2 separate regions of the Rattus norvegicus genome follow, and region 1 is linked to region 2. A link is a contact called in public Hi-C data. All regions are on one chromosome and are shown on one strand. The core of a region is the stretch at or near the end of the contact, and the rest is flanking DNA. Distances in the headings are between cores, read along the strand shown. Region 1 overlaps LOC120093247 (60S ribosomal protein L29-like). Region 2 holds the start of Arl4a (ADP-ribosylation factor like GTPase 4A).

What was found. Hi-C and Micro-C count contacts between places; a contact is called where the count stands out from the background.
Region 1: a Hi-C map of the Rat2 cell line shows a contact between it and region 2, with 4 times the contacts expected there. The contact joins the enhancer-like site here to the promoter of Arl4a in region 2.

What each region holds. Positions count from the first base shown.
Region 1 is chr6:62,966,758-62,969,797 of GRCr8, reverse strand. The region is part of intron 1 of LOC120093247 (60S ribosomal protein L29-like); the gene reads right to left. Among named protein-coding and RNA genes, the nearest start is that of Lsmem1, 20 kb to the left of the region's middle. Within about 2 kb of position 1,332, at least 2 of the 93 cell types and tissues checked have an H3K27ac peak or open chromatin away from gene starts, as enhancers often do.
Region 2 is chr6:62,809,929-62,812,694 of GRCr8, reverse strand. Arl4a (ADP-ribosylation factor like GTPase 4A) reads left to right here and starts at 1,398. Exons shown (of 2, transcript NM_019186.1): 1 at 1,398-1,416; 2 at 2,393-2,766. The coding sequence starts at 2,484. The region is part of intron 1 of LOC120093247 (60S ribosomal protein L29-like); the gene reads right to left.

The DNA.
Region 1 (3,040 bases), core at 83-2,582, 160 kb before region 2:
TTTTGTAGTTGAGTGAATTGGAAGCCTAGGGTTATAACTGTGTAGCCACCAGATGTCAGTATTGTTACAGGTTAATTTTCCATGTGGCCTTACATCCTGTGTGTATCGGGCTGCCTTTAGAGTGCTCAGTGTTCCCTGTATTCTGTGGGAGGATGTCCTGGTTCTTATGATCTTTCTACCTTCTCCATTAGGACTGGGCTCCTCAACTCTGCATTTCGATTAGTTATGGTTTTCTCTAACGGTCGCCATCTGTTGCAAAGAGAAATTTCCTTGACAAGGGATGAGGACTACACTTGTCTGTGGGTATAAGGGCACATGTTTAAAGTGCAGTCAGGGATTATGCTGATTAAGTGGTGGTTGAAGGTTCTCCTCCAAGACTCATAACTTCATTAGTCCTGACTAGTTGACTAGGTTCTTAGTACCAGGCATGACTCCTCTCATGGAGTAGGTTGCGAGTCCGATTAGAGATCTGTTGGTTATTGCCATGGCACACGTACCACTACTGCACCCATAGAGCTCTCATGCCACGTTAGTCATTGTTGTGGTTCATAGGCAAAAAGACAATTTTTGAGAGGTACTCTTTTGGATTAAATTTAAGACATGACTCTTGAGTAGAGGTGAGTTGTCATAAAGTTATGAGTATCACAGAAAAGAAACTGTCTGCATCACATTTTAACAGTACTTTTTATGAAGGCATATGGCTAAAAAGATAGTATCTTCAATTTGTCTTTGAGAAGGGGTCCGGCCTCGAATTTGATATATAATAGAGGTTAGCTTTGAAGTCTTAATTCTCCCTGCTCCATTTTACAAATATTGGAATCACAAGCATGCATCACCATACTTGGTTTAAGGTCTTACTATGTAGCCCTTGCCATCTGGAAGTTGCTATGTAAACCAGGCTGGCTTCAAACTTACATATATCCACCTACCTCTGTTTCTCAAGTGTTTGGACTGAAGATTTAAACAACCACATCTGGCCAAAATGGTAAATTTTTAAAATGATTTTTTAGTGTAACCACACCAATTCATTTACTTTGCTACTTATATTTATGTTAGACCTAAAAAGTTACATTTATGTGTGTGTGTGGGGGGGGTATATGATGTGTGGAGGTACATGGGTGTTCCAGTCAGTATGTGTGTGGAGGTCAGAGGACAACTTTTGATAGTCAGTTCTCTCCTTCCACAGTGGATTCTGGGGTTGAACTCAGGTCACTAGGTGTGCTTGGGAAATGCTATAACTAGTCTGATCTCTCTCTGTTTCTGTTGTTCTATCATTTTAAGACAGGGTCTCCAGTGTCCTATCCAGTTACTAAATTCTCTATGTAGCAAAGGATGACTTTAAACTTCTTTAAATATATTTTATTTATTATTCCTAGATGTATGTGCATGTCCATGTGTAAGTGGATAGATACATGTATGTCTATGTGTGAAGGCCAGAGGTTAGCTTCAGGTGACCTTCCTCAGGAACAAGTCATTTTACTTTTGAGATAGGCTCTCTGACTTTCCTTGGTACTCAGTAGTAGGGTAGGTTGGCCAGTGACAGGCATCCACCTGTTTCTGCTTTCTCAAGGCTGGGGTTATATAGGCATATGCAGTTACATCCAGCATTTTCACATGATGCTCTAGAAATTAAACTCGGGCTCTTATGTTTTCCTATCAAGCTGAGTCATTTCTCTCGAACAATTCATTTGTTTTTGAGACAGGGTCTCATTATGTAGTTCTGGCTGACTTGAATTTAGAATCCTGTATCAGCGTTGGAATTAAAATTGTGGGGGTACCATTATGTGGATTTTTAAAAATGTGTATGAGCGTTTGCTTGCATATGTGTGAGCATGTGTGGAATCCCAGAGGCCAGAAGATAACACTATTCCTACTGGAACTGGAGTTATTCACAGCGGTGAGCTGCCTATGTGGGTTGAACCCACATCATCTGCAAGAGCACCAAGTGCTCTTAACTACTGAGCTCTCTCTGGCTTCACAGCTTTTAAATCTACACAGTGACTTTGGCTTCTCTGCAGGTTTGGGAATGTTTCCAGTATTGTTGCTCATAGCACATTGGAACAAGACTCTTGTTTTTTTTTTCTTAACTAATTGTGAGAATTATCTTTAAGAAAAAAAATCACATAGAGACTCCTGCCTTTTTCTTGAAATGTGAACAACCACTATCTAGATTTTCTTTTTTTTTCTTTTTACTGTCTCACTTATTATGAATATCATTGATTCAGTAGATTGAAGGGTGAATGTTGTGAGGAATATTTCCCAAATCTCCTCCTCTCCTACTGGGAGCCCATGGGCACTCAGTTTAGTGAATCTAAATAATACATTCAAAGAAGAAGTTCTGACAAGAAGTCCTCCTCCTCCTCCTCCTTTTCTCTCTTTCTATCTCTCTCCCTCTTTCACTCCCTCCCCCATCTCTCCCTCTCCTCCCCCACCACTTGAGAAAACATGCTTTTATGAGGGTTTAAATAAGACTGTTGTGTAGTTTCCGAGGCCGAGGTGAACACGATGTTACTTGGTACACGGCTGAACATCCAAAGCACACAGTTGCCATCACTTGAGATAGGATCTCCTATACAGCCAGGCTAGCCTAGAAAGGATTATATAACTTAGAATTGCTATCGCCCCATCCCAGCTTCCTGAGTATAGGATTAGAGGGTGTGTGTGGCCATGCCTGGCTCTAAGCGAAGATTCCTAGTCAACAATTTAGAAAAAAAATAAATAAAAAGGAATTCCCATTAAAACTAATGCATATTTGCTTTTGCTGACTTCCTCTGTAGCACCTTCCATCAGACACACAGCAGGCAGCAAGGAATGTGTGCAGTGCATTTATGGATTGTGTGGAAAAAGTTTATGAAGACACACCCGAGTAGGTGAGCCAAGAACTCAGGAAATGTTGATGAATGCCTGTATCAACTCTTTAGGATTACTATTTAATTACACTTTCAACTGAAGTATATTCTAGTCTAGAAAAACTAATATCACAGGAATATCAGGTGGAGTATTTACTTGGTGCTCACAGCATTTTAAGTGGAGTTTGAAA
Region 2 (2,766 bases), core at 149-2,648:
TCTTGCACAAAAGCTTTTCCCACTTTTTAGGCTAATTACTGTAAATGGCTAATGAGATCCCATACTTAGTTAAATCTTTAGCTCAGATTACATTCCATAACTTTATAGAATATGGCACTTGAGATTTCTAGCTTTTTTCCCCTAAATTAATGATGCTGTCTGAAGGCTAGACGCTGTGGTTATTCCTTAATTTTTATATCACCTATTAAAAACAACAGAAATAAGGTGAACGACGGTGATAGTGGTGCACGCCTTGAATCCCAGGAGTTGGGAGGCAGAGGCAGGCAAATTTCTGAGTTTGAGGCCAGACTGGTCCAGAGCTACATAGAGAAACCCTGTCTTGAAAAACCAAAAGCAGAAAACAAATAAGTAAACAACCCCCCCAAAAACAACAAAACAAAGCAACGAAACCAAAACTACAAAGAAACAAAAACAACAGAAATAAGTCCAACCTTTTCTACACCACCATTATTATAGCCTTCCAGATAAAAATTTTCTGTAAGTTCTACCAAGCTTTAATACACTCTGGTTTTCTTTTTAAATAAACATCTTTAAAGGTGCTGACCACATCTTAAATTGGTTCATAATCAATTTGGCTCATTCTGTTTTATAAAGACTGGTATATTCACAAAACGACTATTTGCCTTCTATGGCCAAACATAGTGGGACACAATTACATTAGGCAACCCAAGGGAGGGTATTCTGTGCTTAATCACTAGTCCTAAGTTACCAGCTGTAGCTTCATCACCAGTTTTTCTTGGGCCACGGGAAATATTTAGCGTTTCAGAGTGCATTTCTTCCTCCGTAATAGGGGCATTGGTTCCAGTTCCAACTTGTGGGGGCGTAGCTAGATTCACTCAGGAGGTAACGCTTGGCTTACAAAAGGTAGGTAGGCTAGCATCCTCGGCGGCACGTGCTGGGGTTGGGCGGCCGCGCAGACTTCCCCCAGGCTGCCTTGTGACGTGACGTAAGGGACCCACCCGGCCAGTGTCCTCCAATATCCCGGACCCTGAATCACCGCCGCCGCCCAGAGGCCGCCCTGGGGTGACAGGAAGAGGGGCAGTACCGGCGACGCCCTCCCGCACCCAGCCTGGGGCCGCAGAAAGACGGAGAAACGGCGGCCGAGAGGCCCCAAGCCCCGCCCGTCTGCGCCCGCGGCCCGCGCCCAAAGGGTTGGAACTTGACCTTGTTTGGACGTTGCTAGGAGACGCGGCCGCACGCGCGCGCGCGACCCCCTCGGGCAGGCGCGGCGTGAGGGGCGGAGCCGCGGCCGGTAAGCGAGGCTGGCGAGAGCACCGTTAGCCCGGCTGGCGCGCGGCGTCGGCCCGGCCGCCGTCAGGCCTCGCCGCTGCCCGGGGACAGACTCCCCGGCGGCTGACAGCCGCGGAGGCGGATCGACGGAGGACCGTCAGCCAGGTGAGTGGCGCGGGGTCATGCGGGAGAAAAGGCCGGCGGGTGGACGCCCTAGTGCCCGAGCGGCTCGGCGTCCGGAGGGACCGGCGAGGCCCAGCGAACCTCGGCGGACTGCGAGCTGAGGCGCGGTGGGCAACTCCCACCGTGTAGGGCCTTATCACTGTGGCCCGTGCTGCAGGTGCGCGAGGCGGCCGAACCTGCGGCCAGGACTCGCCCTCCGCAATACCTCGTTTCCCACTTAGGGCAACAGGTGGTGCCGGAGGGCCGAGAGCGAGCCCTGGCGCGGCCGTCCTGGGAGTGGCAGGCACCCTCGCCAATTAGGGCGCCGGGGCGGGAGTGGCATGGCCGCTCTGACACGGCGACCAATGGGATCGCCGGGCCTGGGTGGGCCGTGAGGGTGGGCGTGGCCAGAGACGGAGTCAGGGCTTCCCTGTGGGGTGGCCGCCAGAGCGGCGCGGAGGTCTCGGCTGAGAGGAGCTGTGGCGCGTTCCTCGCGCGGAGAGACACCAGCCAATGTTCCCCCATTGGAATCCGGACTCCAGCCGCGGAGGTGAGAGCTTTGGTGTCAGGGACGGAGCCAGGAAAGTGAGCCTGGAGACTCGGTGAGACCCGGTTAGATCTCCCAGATAGGACTGCCTTTTTGAGTTTTCTGCCAAGAAAAGGCACTTTGGTGGATAAGGTGATGGGCTCCAGATAGTGGTGACTGGGTTGTCTTTAGAACGAGCTTTTGAGGTTCGGGGGATCATAGAGAACAGAGAAAAGTACAGGTTCCAGCAGTTAGAGTGAAATCAAAGCCTTTCGGTGACAGTTATTCATCGTTTGTTTTGGATTGAGTGCAATTTACTATCTCATCTGGTGTGTTTACTCACAGCAAATTTTATTAAGTCCCTCATGTGCTTGTGCTTATTTTTTTGGCTAAAGTAGAGAAACCCCATTTTTTAATGTGTTCACAGTAATAACTTACTCATTTCCTCCCTAGCAATCGCGTAGCTCGATCGATCACCCAGGAAGAGAAATTGTAAGCAGATAAGAAGAACGCGTTCGGTTTGGGACACCATTTGCAGCTGGAAATGGGGAATGGACTGTCAGACCAGACTTCCATCCTATCCAGCCTGCCGTCCTTTCAGTCCTTTCACATTGTTATTCTGGGTTTGGACTGTGCTGGAAAGACAACAGTTTTATACAGGCTGCAGTTCAACGAATTTGTAAATACTGTACCTACCAAAGGATTTAACACTGAGAAAATTAAGGTAACCTTGGGCAATTCCAAAACAGTCACTTTTCACTTCTGGGATGTAGGTGGTCAAGAGAAATTAAGACCACTGTGGAAGTCATATACCCGATGCACAGATG